2 separate regions of the Lactuca sativa genome follow, and region 2 is linked to region 1. The links are chromatin contacts, called in public Hi-C maps. All regions are on one chromosome and are shown on one strand. Each heading gives the region's core, a stretch centred on a gene start, on an enhancer-like site or on the middle of the called end of the contact. The rest is flanking DNA. Distances are from core to core; before and after follow the strand shown. Region 1 holds the start of LOC111881674 (protein MOR1). Region 2 holds the start of LOC111881660 (NADP-dependent glyceraldehyde-3-phosphate dehydrogenase).

Region 1 (4,124 bases), core at 452-2,951:
TTTTTCTTTAAAAAGTTTGAAAAAACAAATATGAGTTTTTTAAACGAATTAAACATGTGTAAATCATTCATCAACATACCATTGTATCCCGCATTTTCTCAAACAGTATGGATTTAACATTGTCTCTACCAATCCAACGACAAAGCTCAAGTGTTAACCCTTTAGATGAAGCACGGACATTTTGATCTTGATGATCAAAGAGTTCCGGAAGCATCTTCAATATTCTCTTTGGTGGCACAACTTTTGAACCAAATTCACTTGCATTTGGAATGGCAAGCAAGATTTTAATTTTGTAATTGATAAACAAATAGAAACTAACAACGTAACTCAGTTGCAAACCTTAAAGCTTGAAACATCACATCTATGGCAGGAACAACAGCTTTAGCAACTTTGTTTTTTATCGCTTTCTCCATAACATCCTATCAACAAACATTCCAATAACAAAAATAGCAACATTTACCTAAGATTACACTATTTTTGTCAATTTTGGTGCAAAAAATGGTGTTATGTGTTGGAGATGATTTAATAGAGGGGCCAAACTCATATAAACCGAAAAAAACAAGATTCCACATTCCTACCTCATAAGATAAACATCAAATTCAAAATAACTATTTGTCATCAAACTTACAAGGAATGCATCCACAGCCTCCAATTCCACCCAAAGCATAAACACCATTTGTGCCTTCTCCACTGTTTTTGGCCTCCCAGTAAGACATTTTGCCGCAATTGCATCACAAACTTCCTTGGCATACCTACAAAACCAAATTATAACTACTCTTGTGTCTTTGAAATGGAAGAAGTTAAACATATTGAATGAAATCTTAAAAACATTTATGAAAATTTTACACTTCAGAAGACTGGTCGTATAGAAACATCCAGCTTCTCGTGCATGGAGTGTTGTTAACGTAGGTAATACAACTTATCAAAATCAAAGAGGAAACAAAATGGGTTAAACCTTCCAGCATCAGCATCCGCGGCTTTTAAGTAAGCAATTAGGGCATCAAGCGCCTTATCTTGTACAGGAGCATTCGAATCAGCAATGGTTTTCTTAAAGTAACGTCCTGATCAAACCCCATAAAGAATCAACAAAAAAGGCAATATTTGATATGCATTACATGATCGAGGTTAAAAAAGAGCGAACTTTGGATCTACGATGATCAAGGGAAAAAAAACATAATGAGAAGCGAAACTGACTAACCCAATTCACGGATGCGATTATCTTTAGGATCAGTGATAGAGTCGCAGAGGGCGGCAAGGTCAATGTTGGCATCGTTACGCACCTTCCAGTTCTTGTGTAACAATCGAGCCTCCCATGGCAATTTCTTGGCATCTTTCAGCAACTTCTCCTCTTCCGACATTGTAACAAATTATATATACGTATAAATATGTATACAAATGCGTGTATCTATATACAAAAGACGATCAAATGGAAGTCTGTAAATTGTAGTGTGTGGGAAGAAGAACAATAACGTTTTTGTCCTTGTCTTTCTCCCCCGATTTGAAAACGAAGAAACATGGAGATTTGGGGGGGAATGTCGGGAAAGGGATGAACTTTGAGTTTTACGAATTGGTGTGCGTCGGGTGACGTAAGACCGTTAGAGGTACACATAACCCTACGATCCGGATTTAAACCCAAAGTGGCAAAACCAGTTTTACAAAAATGCAGATCGGATTTATACGCATTTGGCTTGGGAATGTTCGATATAACTGAATTAGGATCGGATACAAAGTTACAAACCTTATAATTGGAAAACTCAAGTAAAATGGCATGGTGTATTCTACCTACCCAAGTTCAAACAAATATAGTTTCATTGACTTTGGGGGTGAGTATTGGCATTGTTAGAAATTTAGGGTATAATAGCACTTGAAATTTTGATAATTGTGTAAAACACTTTTAGATTGAAGTATTTGGTGGTACTTCTGAATCATAAATCGGATAAGACTATGAGATTTAAGAACAGAGAATGAGAGGTTATCAATTTCGTCTGCACCAAAAAATAAAAACTTGCGAACTCCAAATTCGTAGCTGAAAACTACATGTCCACAATCATATAACTACGGATAATTATGCATATGTAGTCAATATGACTCTGCTGATGATATATATATATATATATATATATATATATATATATATATATATATATATATATATATATATATATATATATATAGTCATGTATGCATCTTATATGTATATGCAGTCATATTGACTGTTGATTAATAAATATGCATGCATGCATATATATGAATCTGCAGTAAAAAAAAGAATCTGCAGCCAAAAAAAATCATCAAATCTTTTTTTTTTAGCCTAGATATGGCTTAGATGTTGCATTTCGTTAATATCTGTGGTTTTGATTTTGAAAAATGATGTGTGGATTAATAGTTGTCAAGTTCGCACAAATTTTTTGGTTCTCAAAAGAACTTGTGTCATGTATATCTTTGTTTGAGAATTGTCACTAAAAAGTTTTATGTTTGAAAATTGTGACAAGACAGTTTTCAACAATCATAAAACTATCACAAAATCGGGTTTTCAATAAGGGTCTGGAACAAAGACGAAATCGGGTCAATTTTCTAGAATCCGGATTTCTTATGCATTTTTAAGGGTCTACAACAAAGTCAACCCTAGCGAGGGTCTTTGCCCCTTGGACCCCACTTCTAGGGGCACTGCCCCACAGTCCCCCGTTTATTTAGGGGCTTCGCCCCTAAATAAACTCAAACAAGTGTGCACACTACAACACCCTTATTTGCTTAACGTTTATCAAGATAATATTTGGTCAACATATTAATCCATTACACTTAAATACATATTGGTAATACAAATCACCAACAAACTTCCCCCATTTAAGTGTAATCTTGATTAACTTAAAAACAAAACATAACAACAACAACAAACTGATGAATAAATGAAATGTCGTGACAATTAAATTTAAAATTAGTATAATATTCATTCAAAATATTTGAATATGAGGGTGCCACTAAGGATTGAACCCTTTATATTTATAGTGAATACATGAAGATAATACACACAACATTTTACATTCTCATAAGTTCTAACTTGACACTGTATTTTACTAGCTTTGTGTCTTATTCTTCAGTAAGCATATTAAAGCCAAGTCCCAACTTCTTGAAGAAGCTAAACTTCATACTTATATAGGTAGTCCTTTTATTCTTACACCTGCAAATGCAATTTTTCAAAAGAACTATTAAGAAATAAAATTTCAACATCCTTTACTTGCAATACTAAACACATACATTGGGATTATGATAATAATGTGCTCCAAACTTCAAATATCAAGCTTTCCACATTGAATTCAACATCTAATATTACATTAGATGGGCATTGGGTATCTCAATATGAAAGATTTTAGGTGGACTTTAAACTCATCCCTACAGCAACCTTGTACACAAGATCTTGTAACATCCCCATCTGGCACGTATCACAATATTGTCCGCTATGGACTCCTGACATGAAAACTTCCGACACTTAACTGCAGAGTTCTTATGGGATATGTTGCTCGCACGACTTTAAAATGTCTTGTGACATGGAAGGTATCCACACCCCCTTATAAGGAAATGTTTCGTTCTCCTTCCAAGCCGATGTAGGATCAGGTGTAACCTACCTTCACCCCCCATTATAAGGTTCGACGTCCTCGTCGAACACATCGACCCATGCCCTAGCTTTGATTCCATTTGTAACATCCCCCTCTGGCACGTATCATAATATTGTCTGTTGTGGGCTCCAGACAAGAAAAACTTCCCAGGGAGTCACCCATCCCTATATTTCTCTCACCCGAGCACGCTTAACTGTAGAGTTCTTATAGGATCTGTTGCTTGTGTGGCTTTAAAATGCGTTATGACGAGGAAGGTATCCACACCCCTTATAAGGAAACATTTCGTTCTCCTTCCAAGCCGATGTGGGATCAGGTGCAACCCACCTACTTGTAACGTCCCAAAAATAAGAGCCGATTTTTTTTCATTTTTAGATTAATAAAATAGTAAGCCATATCATTTTCATAAAACCAAGGTAACAAATTGTATCAATACATCATCAATCATCAGAGTAAATCAAAAAATGCGTAATCGTGTGGTGTGTGCTTTGCAATCATCATGGGCTCTTTCCT
Region 2 (4,163 bases), core at 1,442-3,941, 240 kb after region 1:
CTCTCGGGTTTACAGTTTCAGTTTATTGTTTCAGGTACCTCAGGTGATCGCGGCAAGGCGAAGGCATGATCGTACCGCTCCTCCGACTATGTTTATGTTTATGTTTCTGGGAATACTCTGATAAAAATGTATTTTGAAAACAAAGTTGTAATGTTTTGATGAACTTGACATGTTTTGAAAGTTTAAAATTTGTTCGAAATTTTTGGGTGTCACAAAATCTCTATTCAAATGTAAAATAATATATGTCTATTAGAGGCTAAAATCTAGTCTTTATAGGGTTTTCACCCAAATGCTAAATTGGTGTAATTCTATCAAAGAATGAAATTCAGTCTCTAATAAGTTCCCTAAAAAAATATAATTGATGCGAGTCCATCAGAGACTGAAATTTAGTCTTTAATAAGTTTCCATCGAAAGTCAAAATTTGAGTTAGTCTACTCAAGACTGAAACTCATCCCCTATCGTGTTTCCCTCCAAATTCAAACTGGTGCAAATGTATTAGGGACTAAATTTCACTATCCGATAGGTTTAGTTAGTGTCTAATTATTCACACATCAAAATAAGTCCTAGATAGTACTAGAAACCGATTCATCAATGATGCCCTTTTTTCTTGAAGTGTAATTTTTATTCTGATCGTTACAGATATTACAATAAATATATAACAATCGTGTTCTCTAAAAAGACAAACCGAAACAAACATATATGTTTCTTTTGCTTCTTCACCATACTACTACTACAAAAACTAAAGCTTTAAGCATAGTAAATACGCAACTTGTTGCATTCGACGATCTCAAAGAATTGTTTCTCGTTGTTGTATCATCATAAAAAACAAAACATTATAAATTAGGACAAATTTGTTTTACTTGAATTATTTGGAACATAAGTCTATTTGTCATTGTCTCATTCTTTTTTCATATTTAGTATCACTATTATTCTATTTAATTTAATTTTTACGAAATGGTATATATAATATTACATTGTATAAACACTACAAGAAATAAGAGTATTACCGGCGACAGGCGTCGCCGCTAAAGGTATTAGCTGCGACATGTCACCGCTAAAGGGTCGTCGTTGTTGGCTCGTCGCTAATGCTCCATTGGTCGCCGCTGAATATTCCATTCGTCGCCGCTAAAGTTGCATCACCGCTAATGCTCTCCGTCGCTACTAAAGACGTCGTTGGTATTAATATGCATTTCTATTCATACAAATACACATATACATACATAATACACATACAAAATTCACATATACATACGAAAATACATACACACACACACACACATATATATATATATACACACACACAAAAATACATATACATAAAAATACATATATACATAGGATTGTACATACAAAAACACATATACATACATAAAATACATTCAAAATACATATATACATACAAATACACATCCATATCTACAAACATAAAATACACATTAATGCTTGAAATTTAGTAAGGAGAAGTGAAAAAGAAAAGGAAAATGAGAAAAATGGAGTAAAGATGGGTGAAGTTGCGAAGTTCTTTGTGAAATTCCGATGAGGTCGACGACAATGGTGAACAAGAATGGAGAACATAGAAAAATGGAGCAGATAGGGTTTTATTGCCGACGGGCTTTAGCGGCGACGCGTACTCATTGGCGGCGACACATGAGAGGGAAAACAACGCGGAGTTTTCTAGTCGTTGGATCATCTCTTAAATCGACGGATGAAATTGAAATGACGCGGATCGCCAAAATAAGCCTTTACGGCGACACACCGGAGGGTAAACAACGCAGGATTTCTTATGTCATTCTAATCGTAGGATCATCTCTTAAATCGACGGATGAGATTGAAGTGACGTGGATCATCAAAATAAGCCGTTAGCGGTGACCGGGACTTTTAGCGGCGGCAAAAACACGTTTGTTTTTGTCGCCGCTAAAAGTCCGCGTCGCCGCTAAAAGCGTCGGTGCTATTGCCGGTTATTCTTGTAGTATAAAGATATAAAAAATATGAGGGTATAAACTGTAATTGTAATAGATTAAGGATATTGTTAGAAACATACAATGTATGATAAAAAAAAATATGCTAAGAATATTCTGTTTTGATTTAGTTACAAATTTAATATATTAGATGAATTGCTTTTTATATTGAACATTCTACACCAAAATGATGTAATACATTGGAGGTACAGTGAAAGGAATTCGGATGTATTAAAGTAAGCTTTATAGCGTTGAACAAATATAACACTTAGATAATTAGTTGTAACAAATTGATTGAAGTTTTTGCTAAGTAAAACCTACAAATTAGACAAGGTAAAACTTGTTAGTTAATGTATTCATTATCAGTTAAGTAGCTATTTTACTATCATAAATGATAAGTTTAGAATGTTTTTGACATGTTAGCTGAAAACTATCAATAATGATCTTAAAATTTATACTAACTTATAATTTACAACAAGCTACTTTTGTAATCTTAACAAATAGTAAATACTCATAAAAATAAAAAATTATTGACGCCAAACAAAATGTTAACATAAAAGCATAAAGCCCATCTCACAAACTTAAATAACACGATGTTAACTTTTTTATTTTTATTTTATTGAAATCGTTTTTTGTTTTTCACTCCTTTATTTTTTTGACTCATTTGTTTTGGTACACTTGCTACCAAGTGTGGCTCACCTTCCTCCAATATTTATACACATCAACACCTCAAGAAAACCATCCACCATTCATTCATCCTCTCACACACACACACACACTCTATCTCTCTCTCTCATACATAAACACCGGGTAAAGGCGATAAGGGTAGAAAGAGAAAGCTTTTAAGCATATCAATGGCAGGAACTGGTGTTTTTGAAGAGATAATAGAAGGCGATGTGTTCAAATATTACACTGATGGAGAATGGAAGAAATCTGCTTCTGGTAAATCTGTTGCTATTATTAACCCGACTACCAGAACCACTCAGTACAAGGTTCAAGGTAAAAAGACATCAGTAATATTCTTATATTCTCTCTCTCTTTTTTTATTGCATAGTATATTTTTTGTTTAATAATTTAGTATATGACAAATAAATTGTTTTGTTAAGGAAATAAACAGACAAAAAATACAAGGAAATCGAGCTTGCTTATGAAAATTTGCATAGATTGATTATAAGATTACGAAAAAAAACTTATTTAATTTGTGATCTTACATTGAAATATTTTACTGTTAGTTTTACTGTAAATACAAACTGAAAAGTGAAAACTGTACATGTGAAGTCCTCGCAAACTCCGTCACTAAATCAGAAGTACTAATATAACAGTAATCGTTCATAACTTCATATATATATATATATATATATATATATATATATATATATATATATATATATATATATATATATATATATATGTGACTTAATATACATGTATTAAAATACAATTTAAATGATTAAAAGTAAGAAGATAATTTTTTATGAATTCAAAGCAATTGGTTGGCTGAGAGCAACGGGGATATCTTGATTCTCTGATCTAACAATTTTATTCTATTTGTACTTTGTGCATTTGAGATTGTACCATAGTATCTTTGATACACTATGGGGCCCATCGTATGGTACATTTTAAATATTTTCGAAAGCACCCCCAGGCTTATAAAGTTTACCATCATAATTACACCTTTGATTTAGAGTAAATTGTAAATTTGGTCCCTATGTTAAATCTTAAATCACAAGTTTGGTCCAATTCTATGAATTCTTTCCAAAGATGTCTTTAACTTTGCATTTCGAGGATTTAGGATGTGTTAAGCATGAAGCTTCTGAAAGTTTTTTATTTTTTAGAAATAACCCGGAAAAAATGTTATATTCAATAGTGGTAGTTTTAAAATTTTGTTTTAAAAAAAAAAAAAAAAAAACTCACATTCCAAAGTTATTTCAAATAGATTTTGAGAGCTTTTAATTTTTTAATTTTTATCTAATTTTACACCTTTGAAAGTTAAAGCCTATATGGGTCAAGTATTTCTACATGAAAAAAAAGCTACAACTATCAGCTACTACATTCAAACTATCAAATACAAGAATTCAGTTTTCAACTAACAACTAGTTTTTCGAAACACATATTTAATCTTCCTGAACAATTAGGATGCAAGTCTTAAATTGAACCAAACTTGTGATATTAAGTAAAATATAAAGACCAAATCTACAACAAATA

Evidence for each region. A called contact is a pair of places that touch in the nucleus more often than the background predicts.
Region 2: a Hi-C map of seed shows a contact between it and region 1, with 4 times the contacts expected there. The contact joins the promoter of LOC111881660 here to the promoter of LOC111881674 in region 1. A contact is called at or near these places in 2 of 4 Hi-C or Micro-C datasets (leaf and seed).

The regions. Positions count from the first base shown.
Region 1 is chr7:71,051,727-71,055,850 of Lsat_Salinas_v11, forward strand. LOC111881674 (protein MOR1) reads right to left here and starts at 1,702. Exons shown (of 45, transcript XM_042896751.2): 1 at 1,199-1,702; 2 at 956-1,061; 3 at 629-752; 4 at 340-419; 5 at 80-257; 6 at 1-5. The coding sequence starts at 1,358.
Region 2 is chr7:71,290,470-71,294,632 of Lsat_Salinas_v11, forward strand. LOC111881660 (NADP-dependent glyceraldehyde-3-phosphate dehydrogenase) reads left to right here and starts at 2,692. Exons shown (of 9, transcript XM_023878058.3): 1 at 2,692-2,957. The coding sequence starts at 2,813.